Regions from separate parts of the Lactuca sativa genome. Here region 1 is linked to region 2. The links are chromatin contacts, called in public Hi-C maps. All regions are on one chromosome and are shown on one strand. The core of a region is the stretch at or near the end of the contact, and the rest is flanking DNA. Distances in the headings are between cores, read along the strand shown.

What was found. Hi-C and Micro-C count contacts between places; a contact is called where the count stands out from the background.
Region 1: a Hi-C map of leaf shows a contact between it and region 2, with 7 times the contacts expected there. The contact joins the promoter of LOC111881994 here to the promoter of LOC111881986 in region 2. A contact is called at or near these places in 2 of 4 Hi-C or Micro-C datasets (leaf and seed).

What each region holds. Positions count from the first base shown.
Region 1 is chr5:64,451,885-64,456,488 of Lsat_Salinas_v11, forward strand. It overlaps LOC111881994 (tubby-like F-box protein 6), which reads left to right and starts at 1,768. Exons shown (of 5, transcript XM_023878365.3): 1 at 1,768-1,907; 2 at 2,250-2,565; 3 at 2,661-2,748; 4 at 2,899-3,031; 5 at 3,184-3,780. The coding sequence starts at 2,290. The coding sequence ends at 3,730.
Region 2 is chr5:64,279,060-64,283,987 of Lsat_Salinas_v11, forward strand. It overlaps LOC111881986, which reads right to left and starts at 3,103. Exons shown (of 8, transcript XM_023878356.3): 1 at 2,864-3,103; 2 at 2,260-2,523; 3 at 2,084-2,155; 4 at 1,860-1,898; 5 at 1,610-1,717; 6 at 1,388-1,485; 7 at 1,113-1,224; 8 at 474-850. The coding sequence starts at 3,031. The coding sequence ends at 602.

The DNA of each region.
Region 1 (4,604 bases), core at 518-3,017, 170 kb after region 2:
AAAGCTATAAACTTTCTGATCGTGTATCAGCAAATGGTTTTACATGGTGTTGGAAACAGTCACCTTCCACCTTGTCTGAACTTCACGGATTGCTTCAACTATACAAGGATATTGGTGACCTGAATAACTCGGAGGATTCTTCGTCATACGGTTTTTGATTTGTGCCGACAAAAAATGGCAATTACATGGTAAACTATATGAGGTGTATCATAGACTCGAAACTAATCCTCTTTAAAGGGTTGCGGATCTGCTAGTCAAAATTAATACCATTAAAAGTTAGGTGTTTCGTGTGGAGAGTCATGCATGGAAGAATTCCAATAGCAAACAATCTAATAGAGGGCTACAAATATCAAATCAGATGTGCACTTTATGCAACAAGGATGTCGAGCTGGTGGATCATCTTTTATTGCACTGTGAATTTACCGAGGTTCACTTCTGGATTTTTAAATGGTGTGGTATTACTGTTCGAGGGTTCTCCAGTGTCACTGGATTTCTTATTACAAGCACTATCCGGGACAATTGTCAAAGGAAGAAAGTGATTGGTGATGTTATTCTATTTGGAGTATTATGGTACATATGGTTCGCCAGGAAAGATAAGATCTTCAAGAATATTCGAGTTGTTCCACCGAAGGTCACGGATGATATTATCTCAAACTCATACTCATGGTGTAAGCATAGGAGTCACCTGAATTCTGGTGGTTGGGTTGAGTGGAGTTATTCGTCATTTGCTCAAATTTTTCCTAAGATCTTCAAGAATATTCGAGTTGTTTCTCCTATGTTTTCATTATCTTCCTATCTCTGAAATCGGTTACATAAGATGTCATATTTTACCTCTCAAATCGCTTTATATTCCAATGACAAAGTATATAGTTGTTAGGCCCAACCCTTTTTTTTTACTATTCTCCATAAAACACAACATGGTTTTAAAAACCTGGTGGTAAGATAAAATTCGTTCCATGTGCACCTATAGGTAGAGTTTTTTAGATGAATTGTGACATACATTTTTCTTATATTTCTCTTTATTTTATACTGTTGTTTTCTATTTTCTTGAATAAACCTTGCAACAACTCTTTGAAAAATACTTACAAATCTTCTCTTATATTGTTACATTGATCATTTGTCAAGATTACTAATTGGTTGAACAATTATTAAAGGTAAAACAAAGACAAATGTTGTAATATTGTGAGAAATAGAGAGATCAACATTATCACTTATAGAAGTGCTTCATGAATTTTGGATTGACATTGCACATATTAGTCACCTACCTAAAAGGACTCATATTTTGATGGATCGAAGTCAGGAATGAAATAAGTAGATGTAATATTTCCATCGATCGGAGTAACGTTTCATGGTATAGAATTGGATTGGGATGGTTTCTCTTTTGAATATATTTGTAATTATTTAATACATTACTGTGTAGCTCTTTCTTGATCATATTGTTCTATAATTGTATTAGAACCTTCGCGCAATAAATGAGCAAGCTTTGAAGATCAATGTTACAGAAAAGCTGGTGCTGCTGCCTGCGTCGCCGGCATGGCTTTAATTCCTTGTCGCGGTGGCGTTGATGGCGGATATCAATAAGGTCACGTACCTTCAAGGCTTCAAAGGCCACCAGCTTCTTGAATTAACCAAAACTCGAAAACGAAGCAACTCGAGAAAAACAGGGGGGGATTCATTTCCGTGGATAAATATTTTGACAACTGAAAAAGAGATCTTTATTCCCCATTTTCTCGATCCTTCCCATCAAAAATCATCGAAGCTCGTTCCACATGTGCGGAAATTCGTGCAATTTGTTGCTACAGAGGAGACATCATAACGTGAGAGATTTCATTCCCCTGTTTTTGAACCTTTTTACGAGATGTGATTAACAAATTTTCGGGATCTCTTGCCAAATGCTTAACGTACAGGTAACGTTTATTCTTCATCTACAGTTTCAATTAAGATTCTTTATTGTTGCACTTAATTCCCTTTTCTTTGATTGTATAAAAACCATGTTTAAATATTCGAAAAAGGAAAACGATACTGTTCTTTATCGTCCTTCAATTATTTTGTTTATTTCATCATGTTGTGTAATCATTCAATTCATATGCATGAGGAGTGTGGTGCATGCCCACAGCCCACCATCTGTTTGTTATAATGCCTGAACCAATTTACGCTACAACACTGCTGAATCTTTTTATCATTATGTTACCCAACAAGTAAACTATCGTGTATACTTCCAAATTCATGTTCTTGAATATGTCACTCAGTTGTTTACTCGGAAGCAATACCAACAGAAGAATTCAGATCATGAAAAATGGGAAATCACATATTGTTCCAGAAAACTACGATTCAGTTCCAAGATCTTTACCTTCTTCAATCGGAGATAGCAAATGGGATGATTTCCCCGGCGAGTTGCTTCTTGACATAATCCGGCGAGTGGAAGGTGGTGAAACCTCATGGCCAGGTAGGAGAGATATCGTCGCTTGTGCTTCGGTTTGCAGATTCTGGAGAAACACTGTAAAGCAAATCGTTAGAACACCTGAACAATGCGGATTAATCACATTCCCCATGTCGTTAAAACAGGTACTTTGATCAATCAATCAATCAATCAATCATCTTCAAATCTCAAATCAATTTTGTGTTTCTAACTTCGATATGTTTGAATTACTTCGTTTTAGCCTGGATCGAGAAAGGATCCGATTCAATGCTTTATAAGGCGAGATAGAGCTAATTCGATCTTCCGGTTGTTTCTAGGCCTGAGCCCAGGTAAAAAAAAATGTGTTTTACTTTTTACTTTTTTACTTTTGATTGGTGACTAAAAAGGGAATAAAGTAAAGTAAACTTGGATAATTGATTGTTTTTCCTTTTAAAAATAAAAAAAAAAAAATTTACAGTTTCTGTAAATTAAAATTACAGCGTTAGCTGGTGATGCAAGTAAGTTACTATTGGCTGCAAAGAAGGTGAGAAAAGCCACAGGGACAGAGTTTTCAATCTCCTTAACTCCCGACGAATTTTCCAAATCTAGCCTTACTTATGTTGGAAAGCTAAGGTTATCTTCTTTCTTTCACCCTATTAATTTCCATTTTTGCCCCCACATACTTTTGTAGTCACATCACATGAGGTTTTTTTTTTTGTGAAACTAGTGTGATTTACTTTTTCATGTTGACTGAGAGACTGACTGTTAATTTAAACCGTTTACAGTTCCAATTTTCTCGGCACTAAATTTGCAATTCACGATGTGGAACCTTTTTACGACTCTTCAACAAATAAACAAATACCGAAATTTGGTTTAAAAAAAGTATCACCAGTGTTTAAGTCCAAAGTAGTCACCATATCTTACGAGCTTAATGTTCTACGCACAAGAGGACCAAGAAGAATGAATTGCACGATGAACTCGATCCCCGATTCCGGTCAAGCCGGAAAGAAACACGAGACACCGGAATCGGTGATTCCGATTCCGGTTGTGGAAAGGAAAGATTCGTTGGTTTTGAGAAACAAGGCGCCGAGGTGGCACGAGCAGTTACAGTGTTGGTGTTTGAATTTTAAAGGGCGGGTTACGGTGGCGTCGGTTAAGAACTTTCAGCTGGCGGTTGATAGTGGCGGAGGTGTGGAAGAAGATGATGTGGTGTTGCAGTTTGGGAAGATTGGGAAAGATATTTTTACAATGGATTATCGGTACCCATTGTCGGCTTTTCAAGCGTTTGCGATTTGTTTAAGTAGTTTTGATACTAAACCCGCATGTGAATGAAAATTGTACTAATTGTTGTGATAATATTATCACCATTTATGTTTTTATTATTGTTTGGGTTTCATGTAAATATATTTGTGTAAGAGTTATCATTGTTTTAAACTAACTTTTCAAAATGTTTTAAAGTCGCACAATAATCAATTTTATGTTTTAAATAATAACCAATTTTATGTTTTAAATAGGTAATTAGTAATTAACTCATGTTTTGTGTATGGATACATAGTTGAATAGGTTATTCCTCTATCAAATTTTATACTTTTGATTTAGATTTTAAATTTTAATATGAATTGGTCTGAATTCAAGATTTAGTTACGACTTCGCCCTAATTTTTATTTTTTTTAATTTATTTTTCTACAACTTTTTATAATGATTTATAAAAAAAATATAAAAAAATCTCAACTTTTTTCCAGCTTTTAAAAAAAAAATCTATTATGATAATTTCTTAAAAAAATTTCCAACTCTTGCATTGACTCACATACATTGGGAAACCAATTTTTCTCGTTGATTGTGCACAATTGGATTTGATGAAATAACATATAGAGTATGATTTAAAATCAGAGGAAAAATTAAACAATTTGGTAAAATTATTTATTTCAAAAAAACTAGTTTGCATATGAGGCAATGTAGAAGTTGGAATTAAAAAGTTAGAAAAAAAATTATAAAAGATCTTTTTTTTAAAAATTGGAAAACAAATAGTTAAGATAAAAATTTTATAGCCACTATAAAGAAGCCTTTAAAAAGTCGTAGAAAATAAATTTGTAAAAGAAACTACATTTGACATGAAAATTTTATCAAAATTTTAAATTGGGACCAAATTTGTAATAAAATTTAAAATTTGGACCAAAAATGTAAAATTTTAAAAATGTGTGACATA
Region 2 (4,928 bases), core at 1,853-4,352:
ATTAACAAACAATTTTCGTAATACATATAGTTTGATAAACCCTTTATCAATACCATGCATGAAATATCTTTTGAAATCTCTCCGCAATATACCATACTTGTACATAAATAATATGCAACAAACTTTCAAGCATCATTTTTCACAAAGAAAACATGTAGATATATCATCTTAAATGCTACTTCATGCATACTACATTTGTATAGTACATATGAATTGGCTTTGTACTTCCAACTTAATATCTTTGGTTGTTCTAACCTTCTTGAAAGTGCCATTATATTTGAGAAATGAAGGCTTTTACAAGATTCTTTAAATACTTAATTTAGACAATTATACTAAAACATTAACCCTTTACCTATTTGCTCTTTTTAATTTTTTTTTACATCCAAGTTCTATCAGATTATAGTTAAGTGTCTAGAACTTGCACATTCACTTTCTCCAGACATCACTTAATGGAAAAAAAAAAGGCCAGATAATTCATACCAAAATATTAAGACTAAAAAGACAAGGTGATTCTTCACATAATTAATCATAGTCTTTTCTTAAACATTCATCCGGGCTAACGTTAGCTTGGATTCAATTGAAGAAGTCTTAAAAGATGATTTTACAATGAAACAATGGGCGCAGGGAGACCTTTGGTTTTGAATTGCTTATACATCCACTGCCAATTTTCCGGCGACACCTCACCACCCAATGACCGAATCACCGATCCACCACTGCATGACCCAATTATGCAACATTCCTCAAGAGACATTCCTTTCACTAAACCATACAAAAACCCTCCCGCAAAAAGATCCCCCGCCCCAGTTGCATCAATTGTCTTTGTCTGCCCGATCGCAGGAACCTTCACAACCTGAAGTTGTTCACAAATTCACTTAATACATATACACATATATGTATCAGTATCAGGCAGCAAGGCATTTGCTGCCTGATACTTATCAGGCACTGATATAGACCATGTATCAGACAGCCTGACTGCTGCCTAATACATGTATCAGACACTCTGACTGCCCGATACATGTCTCATACATGTATCGGTGCCTGATACATGAGGCAGTCAAAGTTTGACTGCCTGACACAGACGATGTGCTTTATAGCACATACACCTGGCTAACCTCTTTTTTATGCCTTGCAATGCATCCATGTGGACCTAACGTCACCACGGCCCATTGACAGTATTTGCCCAAGACATCAACTGCAGCCTCAGGTCCCGCAACTTGCTCGCCACTAAAACGGTATATATATATATATATATATATATATATATATATATATATATATATATATATATATATATATATATATATATAACAAACATTAAACACACAAAAGTACACAAAATTGGAAATAAAATTACGTGTAATTTTTGTATCACGGGATAAAATGTTACCTTAAAAGTTCGGCGGCTTCATCTTCATTAGCAAAACAAAGATCTATGTTACCCGACTCCAATAGTTCTAGTAAAGGTGTTCTAAATTTTCTAACCATCTGTCAATTTAATAATAAAATGTAAAAAAAAAAATGTTGTTATATAATCCATGAACATAAAAAAGTACATAATCTGTTTATACTCACAGCAAAGAAAAATGGTGGATTTCTTTTTAGTTTTTACCTCAAAACTGGCCAAATCTAGGGATATAAGAAGACCTTCTTGTTTGGCTATTTGGATAGCTGCATTGATAACTTCTATATTGTATATACTATATCTCACCACTAACCACTACAACATAAATATATACAAAGAAAATTAGCAAATTAACTTATAGATAACAATAGTACCAAATAAAAACCATTGACATTAACTCATTAAGAAATATGTAGCAAATAAAAACTAGTTCAAATAGATATAGAAACTTTATTACCTTGGAGCCTTTAAAATCCTCCCTTTTTAGTTCACCTGCCTGAATTACAAAAACAATGTCAGAAACACATGCAATCTGATTTTTTCTTCAATAAACACAGGAGTGATTTCATAATACTGAACAAACTAATTTCAATAAGGGCATTTATGTAATTTGCATTGTACTATTCTGTCATGTATTTCATGTATTGTACTGTGTAATAAATGTACGAAACTAAAGTGCACCTGTATTTTAGCAGCAGTGGCAATGCAGGGACGCATAGTACGATTACCCAATGGATCAACCAAGCAAACACACTGTGCCACGTCATCAGCTAATACAATTTTAATTTTAACTCCAAAATGAATTACAAAAAACATGAAAGAAGAAAACCATCTTTTTTACAAAAGGGTAAACTCACCTGACCAGTATGTTCATCTTTCACCCTCAATCTTGATATATTTACACCATAAAAGCTCATGTTTTTCAAGAAGAGAGCACCTTGTTCATCGTCCCCACAAGCTCCAATAACCCCACATGAGATCCCAAAACCTGCTGCAAGGCCTCTAATGGTGTTGGTCACACTACCCCCGGCTATAGTCTTTACAGGAGACAGATCATTTGGAGAAGACGAAATATGGGTGTTCACCTCTTTTAGTAGATCTTTCAGCTCTTCAGCTGCAACCTACCAATAAAGATATGCTCCAATTTATATCAGAATGCAAAATCACATGGAAATGGCGTATGGGTGATTTAAAAGTAGTTAATGCTTCCTAAGAATGAAAATTAAACATGAAAACTGATCCTCAAATTCAAATTAATGCAATTTCGTATGGAAATTGGAAACCCTGTGCTATGATCGATCAAATAAAGCCTTCATCTGTCCTCGATTCCCTCATTCACGAATGAAGTTTAAGCAATTGATTGCATGGGTTTTGATTCAATTACAGAGGTAAACGAACAATTATAGGTTGAAGACATTAAGATAGCAAGAAATTAAGAAAAATTAAGGGGAGGGAGTGTACAGGGAAGGAACCACCAGGTTCGCCGGGAATTCGAGAGAGAATTGATAAGTCAACCCTTGCTATGTGGTCAACAAGGGCAGCGGGGAGGAGGCCGAGTATCACCGGAGCAGCCTGATAATCGCCGGATAGATCATTCTCACTGGGTTTTGGGAGAAATTCGGCGCCCATAATTGGGGCTTTTGGGGTTGTTGTGGAGAAAGGATGCTCCGTTATCTCTCTCTGCCTCTTCTTGACGAAGCTTTCAACTTGTTTATATAGCCATTAGATCTTTGGATCCACACTGTGATTATAATTGTATTTTCAGTAAGTTACAGGTTTAGTCCCTACGCTATTACTCAAACTATATGTTTAGATACTTTTGATATTTTCTTGCTTTTTTGGTCTTACATCGGCTTTTTTTGTAGTTGTTGGTTTTGACATCCAACGATGTTAGCAAGGCCCATTAGTTAAATCATGTGAAAATTGAAATGATGTAAAGGGTAAAATTTATAACTAATTTAGCTGTTTGGTTGTGATACTTACAATTATAAATTTTGTTGGAACTTCAATATCTATATGTTCGTTAAATTTCACTCGATTGTCAAGGGCATGTCATAAACTTTGTGTTTTTGTCATTTCTTTATCATGGTCATAGAAAAGAGGCATACAACAAGTATGATGTGACAAGTTTTTAATAATTGGTTACACATGATGACGTTGATTGTAAAGAAACTATAAATAGCTACAAGCGTGATTGATGGATTAATATTTTCTTCTTTTATACAATTTCAAAGTTAGATCATTCTTGTACCTTCTAATGTTGGTAAAAGATTGTGGAATGCCGGTTTGAGTGATCACATTTGAAATAAAATAATGTGCAACTTCCAAATAACTTGAAGTAGTGTTAACTATATATACGAGTTTATAATGTCACATCTAAAATCCAATAAATGTTAATAATATATTGATTTATTTATAGTTTCACATCTCAAAGTTTATGAAAATAACTTACATAATTTTGATGACACGACTAACTATTATCATCAAATGATTGTTAAAATATCTAATTCCATCATAGTGGGATCCAACTAACAACTAATAATTCAAATAAGTTACTACATCAATCTAGTCCACCCAAAATGTGACTTTCTCTACAAAACAAAAACAAAAAAAAAAAAAAAAAAAAAAAAAAAAAAAATACAAACACAAACAACTGTAGAGTATAAACATTATCTAAGACCAAAATGTGCTACCTTCCAAAAATGTCTCAAGAATGCATGGCCTTTGTTTTGTCCTTCATGCCAGGGTAATTTCACTCGTAGTTGGTATGTAATATGTTACAACCATGACAGAAATTTTAGCTTCATGACACATAATGATCTGCCGAATCATGTCTTATGGAGAAATATGGTGAAATAAACATGGGTCTTCATATGGTGTTCATCAAAAGAATGTGTATGGTAGCATATATACCTTAGAAGTCGACTTGGATAGGACCTTGAAAGCAAAAGTATTCCAGAAAGATATGTGAAGTCTGTTTGTGATATATAGGATCATAACGTGTATCCTAGTAAAGATTGGGTTACATCATGTTTTGACCTTTAGTACATATCTCTTTGTATTGATCTTGGACAAGATGTTTTGCACTATTAAGGGAGAGTTATAGAGTGTATGTTCTTCATATGTTCTTTGTCAACGATATTGTCCTGATAGGCGAGACTAGGTTTGAGTTGAATTCCATATTGAACACAGGGTCACGAAGTTGAAAGAGAAGATGTGGATCAATACATTTAAAATTGAGTATTTTTATGCAACTTCAGTGAAATATTACGAAAAAATGAATACAAATCAGTTGTAGGGGAAACCTTAACGATAAAACATGACTAAACTGTACAAATGGTTCCTGTGGTTTACTCAAAATTGTCACTTTGGTCCAAAAAAGTTTGGGTTAGCACCACTGATCCAAAGTTTTCATTTTGTTGCGATTTCGGTCCAAAACAATTTAAAAATTCTTCAAATGACGGATTTGCCCCTTTCTATTTGTTTTTTCCTTTACTATTATTATATTATTTAATTACAAAGGGTC